Linked DNA regions of Ovis aries: region 2 is linked to region 1. A link is a contact called in public Hi-C data. All regions are on one chromosome and are shown on one strand. Each heading gives the region's core, a stretch centred on a gene start, on an enhancer-like site or on the middle of the called end of the contact. The rest is flanking DNA. Distances are from core to core; before and after follow the strand shown.

Evidence for each region. A called contact is a pair of places that touch in the nucleus more often than the background predicts.
Region 2: a contact with region 1 is called in a Hi-C map of tail adipose tissue, with 4 times the contacts expected there. The contact joins two enhancer-like sites. A contact is called at or near these places in 3 of 16 Hi-C or Micro-C datasets (omental adipose tissue, retroperitoneal adipose tissue and tail adipose tissue).

Annotation. Positions count from the first base shown.
Region 1 is chr7:78,142,610-78,147,070 of ARS-UI_Ramb_v3.0, reverse strand. The region is part of intron 7 of RAD51B (RAD51 paralog B); the gene reads right to left. Among named protein-coding and RNA genes, the nearest start is that of RAD51B, 390 kb to the right of the region's middle. Within about 2 kb of position 2,595, at least 19 of the 54 cell types and tissues checked have an H3K27ac peak or open chromatin away from gene starts, as enhancers often do. A contact at or near this core is called in tail adipose tissue, where this site is marked.
Region 2 is chr7:78,279,981-78,284,441 of ARS-UI_Ramb_v3.0, reverse strand. All of the region lies in intron 8 of RAD51B (RAD51 paralog B), which reads right to left. Among named protein-coding and RNA genes, the nearest start is that of ZFP36L1, 420 kb to the left of the region's middle. Within about 2 kb of position 2,456, at least 11 of the 54 cell types and tissues checked have an H3K27ac peak or open chromatin away from gene starts, as enhancers often do. A contact at or near this core is called in tail adipose tissue, where this site is marked.

The DNA of each region.
Region 1 (4,461 bases), core at 1,346-3,845:
TAGTGTTTCACACGGAAACAAACAAATATCTTTAAAAGTAGATGCAGTGTTAAAAGAGTAAAAAGAACCAAGAACACTGCTAAACTGCATTTTTTCTTTCTTTCTTTCTTAAAAAAAGAGCATCCTTCATTTATGCTGGCATCCTGGGGAGGCATCACCAACAATCACAATAATCCTTTTCTCCTTTGAATGGAAAGACGGGGAACATTAGGTCTCAAGTTCAGGATGTGAAGGAGAAACGAGGATAACCTCAAAAACCCATTTTAATGATTTTTAAAAGGCTGAGTCCCTCCATGGAAGGTAAATAGCACTAATAGAATAAAACAAGCCAGGAAGTAAAAACCATCTGGGCAGGCGCAGTGTAGCCACTATACTTTCTGCCTTAGAAAGAAAAGAAACCAGGGATTGCTCCACAAGGCACTGTCACCTGTGTATGCATGTATCAGGGGGTAATGAAACGAACCGCGGGCTTAGAGTGAAAGCCTGGGTTTGAGACCCAACTCAGCACCCACCTGTGCTGGGTGAGTTACTCTGTATCTCTGAGCTTTGTTTTTCTTTTCTGGAAAACAGTTGTACTTATGCCTGCTTTTCCTACTTTTACAAAACTGTCCAGAGGATCAGTTTGAACATGTATGCAAAGGCGCCTGTCAGCTAGAAAGCACTATGGAGACCATCTCCGCTGCTCTGTCGTACCCTTCCTTGGCTGACAGCATCAGTTACATCTACGGAGCCCTCTGTGTGAAGGGCTTGCATAACCAATTTGTGTTTATTCTCAAATAAGTATACTTCCCAGGTGGCTCGGTGGGTCAACAATCTGCCTGCAATGCAGGAGACTCAGGAGATGCAGGTTCGATCCCTGAGTTGGGAAGATCCCCTGGAGGAGGGCATGGCAACCCTCTCCACTATTCTTGCCTGGAGAATCCCCATGGACAGAGGAGCCTGGTGGGCTACAGACCACAGTGTCACAAAGAGTTGGAGACCAATGAAGCGGCTGAGCACAGCACAAATGTCTTTACGATTATAAGAAGTATTAAATTAGAAAATGTTCAAATAGCTTATGCAACATAGGAAAGTCTCCCCCACTAGAGTAGAGAAGGAATTTGTATTATCGTGTAAAATCAGGTTATTCCAAATGTGTCTCCTCAAAGTTACATTCCCTTGAGAATGATGAGGTTATCTTGATCAGCTGTTTTTACTAAAATCCATATATTTGTCCATGTTCTTAAAGTTATAGAGAATCTGAACCGAAATTTCCTTCTGGGGGCACAGCTTTTGTTGTGATAATAACCCAGGCATCAGGCCATACTAACTAAATGGTATAACTTCAGGCAAGTTGCTTGGAGTTCTCAATTTCAGTTTCTGAAAGCACAAAACGTAAGGGGCAAACAAAACTGCCCCTCCCAGTTCAATGATGAAAAGCTGTTCTTCTGCTTTTGACAGTAAAATTTCAAGAAAATTTAAAGCTCCTGGTAGACCAGCTACAATGTGATCTTCAGAAAAGTCCTAACGGTGTGTAAGTTTTCAATCACAAGATACAAAGGACAGCATCAGGAGAGAGAGCCACTGAGGGATGGGGGGGTGTGTGCCCTCTATCAGAATCTTAAAGCTAATCAGAAACCACCACAGGCTAAAACAAACAGGCTGCGAGAAAATGCTTACCCAGCCACCTACCTAGGCTTTCAAAGTTCCAAAGAAAGACTTTGCTTCCATGTAGCTCCGAAAACACCCTTTGCTCTTTTTAGTAATATTTTTAACAACGCCAAGAAAAGAGTTCTATTTATCCAGATTTCCTCTCTCCCTACCAATGTCAACATTAGCAGGGAGGACGGCAAAAACAGCCTAGAGTTTTCCTGACATGAACGTCAGACCAGAGTCACACGGCAGAGGGGTCAGGCTTGGAACCTGACTGCCAACAGAGGATACAAGTCCTGCCTAGAAAAACCTAGCCATGGATTTCTGTTTCTGAAATCTCAACCACACTGAGTTTACAGGCTCTTCTTCCCATATGGAAGTGCCTTATTTTAAATGTTCCAGGTTCCGTCTCCCTTAGGAGAATTTCGGTGCCTAGTCTTGTAAAAATGCTCAGCCTTTGCTCATTCTTCCCCCCACCACCCCCACCGGCTGCTTGTTTATATGCATCCCGGCACATTTGGGCCAGCAAGATTCAGCCTTCCCCCCCCACCCCACCCCTGCCCCGTCCACTGGAACCTCTACCCCCTGTATCAAAAGGATTTTTTCAGGCCTTTCCAATAATCTGCTGGAGGCCATGGAGACAGATCTAATCAGGGTTTTCATCAATCTTTCTCTCCTGGCCAAACCGAGCCAGGAGGCTAAATGGGAAGGTGCTGGATTCTTTTTTCTCTCTCAAGACACACTTCTGTCCAGAGAGTTAGGACCCACTGTGTGTTCCAGGGAGCTAATATTTTCCTGGGGAAAGTTCAGGGATTTCACATTTGCCCCAAACCAAATACATATGAAGTTTTAAGTCTAAATTCCACAGAGCCTTTTAAAAGGAGGGGCCTAGCCTCGCCTTGGCTTACAACAACCATGAGGGCTTGTTGTAGCTCATTCATTTTGGCAGTTTTCCAGAACAGCTGACAAACTGAAAATAAGCACACTCTGTCTGTCCTCCCCGCTCCTTAAAGCCCCACACCACCTCTCTCTCCCCTACCCACTGCCTAACACCCACCACTCCACGCCTGGGAGTGTAGATACACTCAGCATAACACATAGGTAAACACCACCTCTGCCCTAACTGCTCAGAGTTTAGGATCAACCTTGAACATTCCCCGTTTGAGATTTCAAATGTAAATCATCGTTGGTCTAAATCAGACTGTAACATTAAAGCCCTATTTAATACATGAGAACAGGATTTCACCTTTCAGGGTGGTGTGTCTAAGGTCAAAAAAATCTCGTTGGAGAGATGCCTCCATCCACTTCCAAACTGCCTCTGTGTCTGTCCTTCTCGACAAGCAACAGGAAGGGATATATGGGGTAACTTCTGTTGTACAATTTGAATCAACTATTTGAGGCACACCCCCTCTGTGCTTGGGCACCCTTGTCAGAAAGCTGATTTGGGAGGAGGGTGTAGGAAGCAGCACATGCGACAGAATTACACGGATGCTATAAAATCTGAACAACAGACTCTAAGTAGGAACCTAGGCCCCCATGTAAGGTACTCTGCCATGTATTATTAATACATCAGGTATCTGATCAACCACAACTAGACATCACCTTGACTCTGAATGCAGCAGCAGCTCCAGTTCCCCAAATGGGCAAGCTGAGATAGGCAACCAGTTTATAAAGTCTTTTAATAAGAACCATTTTCCTAGAAGCATTAAATTGATAGCCACCCCAGTTTGCTGGACCCTACCCTGGCTAGGGCTCCTCTAGATCACAATTCAAGTGAGCTCAAGACCACGATGACCAGGACAGGGCCTGACTGTCCCAGAGAGGATGGAGGAGAAAGCGAGGACACAGGCCATGGTTCTACACAGGTGTGTTCACCTTGGTGTCAATCGACACATCTTAGCTCTTTTGTGTTAGGACATGCATCTACCCAAATGTCAGAAGATTATTTTCTTTATGAAGTATGCCGATTAGTTGCCAAGGCAACACCTGTGCATCCACTTTTTTGCTATGGGAAGCATTCTAGGAAATCCATGTATGAGATCCGCCTAGAGATCACCCACCCAGTGGCTTGGAATGCAGTGTGACCAAAGGCATTTCCAGAGAGCTCACAAAGCACAATGGCCATGCATGGGTGGATTTGCTGGATGGATTAGACAAACCAACGGCAACCTTTCCTTCTTTTGTTTCCATCCCTTCCAGTAGATTGGCCTTGTTACCAATACTGATGCCAAGACTAGCAATTGCTCGTAACAAAGAATTGTTGTTAACCCCTACCCCCTGCTTCATTCACCCTAATTATTCTCTAACAATACAATGGCTTCAAAAAGCCTCCAACTGTCCAGCAGACACTATGGGCCAGAGGAATCACTGAACACAAGCAGCCTATCAATAAAAGACAATACTGAAGCAGCTTCTGTCTGGGTATTTGCCCCATCTTCTCTTAGACAATGGGAGAGAGAGCTCAGGGAATAAAAAGGAAGTTCTGCCCTTCAGATCTTTTGTTTATCTGCCAGGGTTGTATCTGTTCCAAGTTCTTGGGCGTATCCTTTACCGCTCCCAAATACAGGAAAAAGCCTGCATTTCCTAGGAAATGTAGCTTCTGTGTTTTTAATGAATTCTTATTGTAGCCAAGTCAGACTTCAATGAGGATTCTGGTTCAGATTTTTTTTTCTTCTAAGGTCAAGTGCATTTCACATACAGAGAGATGTGGGCCACTGAGTTAATTCATAACAACATTATAACATAAATAGTTCTCTCCATAACAGTTTAGATGACAGCATAGAGCCCACCAACGGATCAGCATTTTGTTTGGTTTGGCTTTTTTATTTT
Region 2 (4,461 bases), core at 1,207-3,706, 140 kb before region 1:
TGATCTAATAACCAACAGGGCTGGGCTCAGTTGAGCCAGAAAAAGCCATGTGATACTGTGCTGCTGATTTAACAAGAGGATTTTTTCTTCCCCTACTTGTCTCTAAGAGTCCTTTCAAGCTTTTACCATGTCACCTTCATATCCTAAGAAGCTCTCAACATACCATCAGTAGGATATGTCTTTAAAGTGTTTTTTTGAGTAACCAGGATACTTTTATGCTGGTCCAATCTGTGAGATGGCTGGTAAAGTTAAAGCTAGATAAGGGAATACAACCTCAAAATCTTCATTTTGTTCACACAGGTGAGTGAATCAACTATACCGAGTAGCATCTAAAGAGTATTAAGTTCTGCATTCTTGTGGGACTGACAAAGTGCCATCTGCAATAGATATTCTTTCAGTGAATGAATGAAGGAATGATTTTGGAACCTAATTAGAGGGAAACTCTACTCTATGGCATTTAAACAGAAATTCACCATGATTGATTTAATGGAATTAGAAAATAAAACTGTATTGCTTCAAGTGAAGCTCACATTACCAAAAGTCTTCTAAGGAACAGGTAAAAATATATATCCTAGGGATGACTACCTGGTAAAGTGAAAAGATGAGAATTCTGGTGGCCCAGACTCTAACTAGCTAATGAGCTGTGTGATCCTAAAAGTCCCTTACTGTCAATGGGACTTGGTTTCCTCGTCCAAAATAAGAAGTCACTTTCAGCAGCTAAATCTGGCGATTGACAGGATGAAGAAAAGAGAATATATAGAAAAGCTGGAAAAAATGAAGGATTTAACATAAACATAAAGATGATTTCATGGCTTAGGTTCCACTCTTTTAATTTAGAATCCTATCAATAGATGCTGGTTAAATGGACTCTGTTGGTCAGATCTAACTTAAAATGACTGAAGTGTCCGCCTCATTTATTTTCACAAGACTAGAGTCATTACCCTTTCAAACTGAAGGTTGCCTCACATGGGTTTCCACAAACACAGCCTCAGCGGAGGGAGAATTAAAACATAGTATTCAAGTATTCTAACCTAACACCGAGAACCCTGAGACTGCAGCAAAACATGTGGGTTAAGTTTTCACTGCAATGTCACTCGAGGGGCTGTGCCAGCCCAGCTTCCGAGGAGCATGGCACAGACATAGCTCAAGACTTGGCTTTTCTCGGTTTCTTTTTCAACCGATGACTCTCTGTGATTGTAAAAACCAGCGATCCTGCTCCACCCCCCACCCCCCACCGCCCCACCTCCATCTCTCTGTGGGGAATTATAATGTGATTAAATACTCTTAATTATACACACACACTGACATCCTGAGGAAACTGATGAAAACTGCCTGGCAGAAAGTACAGGTGTATATTAACTCTAACCATCTGGGGCCTGCTGGGGCACTAACCACAATCCTTGGCTTTTACTCCCCAAGTGAGATGTCATTCCAAGACCATGTGTGTGGTCAGTTAATCATGTGTGTTTCAGTTTGGCTGGGTGACCATGCTCTGCAATTTCACTCTGGTCCCCTCACATCCTTAGCTTTTCAATATAACCGACAACTGCTGTCAGAGAGGAATAATCAGGAGGCAAAGGAGCCTCCTCATTGACCAGCCGGAGCCAGACCCATTCCACACAGTTCCCAGAAGCTACTTAGAAGCCCATTTTAGCACAAGAACATCTCCAGAACCCTGGGGCTCCGAGAAAGAAGTAGTTTAAGAAAATGACAGCTAAAGAAAAAGAGAAGCCTGGAATTTCAGGAAGTGGTTCCAGGAACAATGAGTATATAAAAAAGAAGTGGAATCACTTTTTCCAGGCAATCCACTTTCATAGACAATGCAATCATATGACAATAACCAGCATTTATGAGTATGTGAGCGAACACTATATGTTTATAGACAGCACAACAGCCGCCAACAGCGGAAGAGGGTGACTAGATCCCTTTGTGACCAGGAGACTCCCTGGTCAGCCTGCTATAACTTCACCACACCCTTGGAAGCCTAGCTTACCAGCCCAGAGAGAGCTGCCTTGATTGAAATGTGATGTCCCTGGTCACTAAGAGTTCTCTTGGGAAGCAGAGGGAAAGAGCCAAACCACACCATGGAAGGAGCACACCAAACTTTTCTCCCCTCTCCACTCAGACATAGCCTGACCACAGAAACCGTCTTCCCACCAGCTGCTCTGCTTTCCATCCTCACCTTCTAACTCGGTTCCACTGATCTGCCTTTCCATGTACTCTTCAAACATATCCATCATTTCTCTCGTCTCCCTACAGTGGGAGTTGATTATTTCAGTCAGCTCCAGGCAAAGTGACACCATTTCCCATATCTACTCTGAGCCGAGGAAACCGATCACAGGCAGGAAGGTAGATAAAGCCAGAAAGGGGATTTCCTCTGCCGGCTGCTCAGTGCACCTCTCTCAGCAGTTCCCTGTCCTTTTCCCTTTAAAGCACTTGGCAGTCTTTGAGCAAATCCAATTGACTGAGAACTAGAACAAATGTTGGCAAAAATCTGTGCAGCAAAAATTATCTCCAGTGTATGAGTTTTTATCGGAAGGATGATTTTTTTAGAGTTGCTCATCTATGCACTCATCCTCCAATAAATATTTATTGAGTAATCTCTAAGTACAAGGAACTGGGCTGAGTAAGACCAGCTAGGTCTTTTAGTAAATAATGTCATATGACTTATGTCAGGCTGAACAAGCCTGGTAATATTAGTCTATCCTAAGTGAGAAGCTTCACTTAAAATTTCCTGGAACAAAACCACAGTGGAACAGCACAATATGGCAAATCATAACTACCCAATATATATTGCTGCTATTATTGGATGAAGAAGCATTATTGTTGGAAAGAACGAGTAAACTGAGTCAGAAGATAGGAGGCCTAATGGACTTATGGACATGGCTGGGGGCAGGGGAAGAAAGGGTAGGATTGTGGAGAGAGTAACATGGAAGCATACATTACCATATGTGAAACAGATAGCCAAGGGGAGCTTGCTGTATGACTCAGGGAACTCAAACTGGTGCTTGGTAACAACCTAGAGGGGAGGGATGAGGGGGAGGTGGGAGGGATGTTCAAGTAGGAGGGGACACAGGTAGACCTATGGCTGATTCACGCTGATGTCTGGTAGAAACTAACACAATACTGTAAAGCAATTATTCTTCAATTAAAAATAAATAAATTTTTAATAAAAAAGAAAAGATAGGAGGCATCTCTGGATCTCAGTGTCTTCATCTGTAAAATGGGGCTCCTACTTGTTTACTTACAAAATGAGATTGCATCGAGAATCAAAAGAAATAACCTACATGAAAGGAGGCATTTTTTATAGTCTGAAAATAGAAGGCATATATATAGGTGCGATTGCTCAGTCTTAAGGTCACGGATGAAAGGAGCTCATCTTTTCACTTCAACCATCACAGAAGCCTTTATAGAAGAAGGTGGTCTCAACCAGGTCAATTACCAATAAATTAACTCATCTGAGTCTTAAAGGGAAAGAGAAACTGCTTTTGGGAGAAACATGCTCTATGAATTAATACATAGTGATTGAAAACAGGGGATATTTCAGTTATGAAAACTAAAGAAGCCCATTAGGGTGGTCTAAAAATAATTAGGTTGAGCAGGATGAGGATAAGAAAGAGCTAATATTTTGTCCCACTTATATATCTAGTTTATGAGTATATGGAAATAGTCCAGTGTTTCTCAAAGGGGAATGATATATGGCTTCCTTTTAAAGGACAAAAATTATTTGAGACACCAAAAATATATTTAGAAACCTCTAAGACCTTAGTCTGAGTTTCAGAATTGTCAACTTAAGAAACTTAGGATTTACTTATTGAAAATGTCTTTTCATTGCAAAGTATTGTCTTCATAATAATAAAAAAATATATGTATATATTTAAAATAAAAACATAAAAAATACAAAAGCCTACAGAATATGCAGATTCCAAGTTGCTACAGCCCCCATTTTGAGAAATCTTGATTCTTGTCTCACCCTTTCCTTTTATGGATGAAGGAACTTAGGTTTGAGAAGACACTGACTCTCCTAAGCCACACAAATGGCTATTAGCAAAACCAAGCCAGAAGTCCAGGTCACCTGATTTCTAGAGCAAAGCCTTTTCCTTCTTTAGACAAGGCCTCCTCTGTTTGTGGCAGAGCTCACTATCTGCTCCAGACAGATACTGGTATTGTGTTAGCCCAGAGACAGGGAAACAGATGGAGGCAAGAAGGTTTGAAGGGGAGGTGACGTGGGTGTGGCTGATGCGGAAAGTTGCAGCTGGGCCAGCAATTTGTAAGAGAGTTATTTCCAAGGAGAGATTCTTTTGCTCACCATTGAAACAAAGGAACTTTGGGTAGAAAACCAAACAGTTTTAATAGCGGTAGCATTTCTGCCTCACAAGTTTGGGCAGAAAAGTAGGAAGAATATGGTCTCAAGCTAAAAGCCGGAGAGGAACTGCAGAAGGTATGAGGTTATAATTCAGG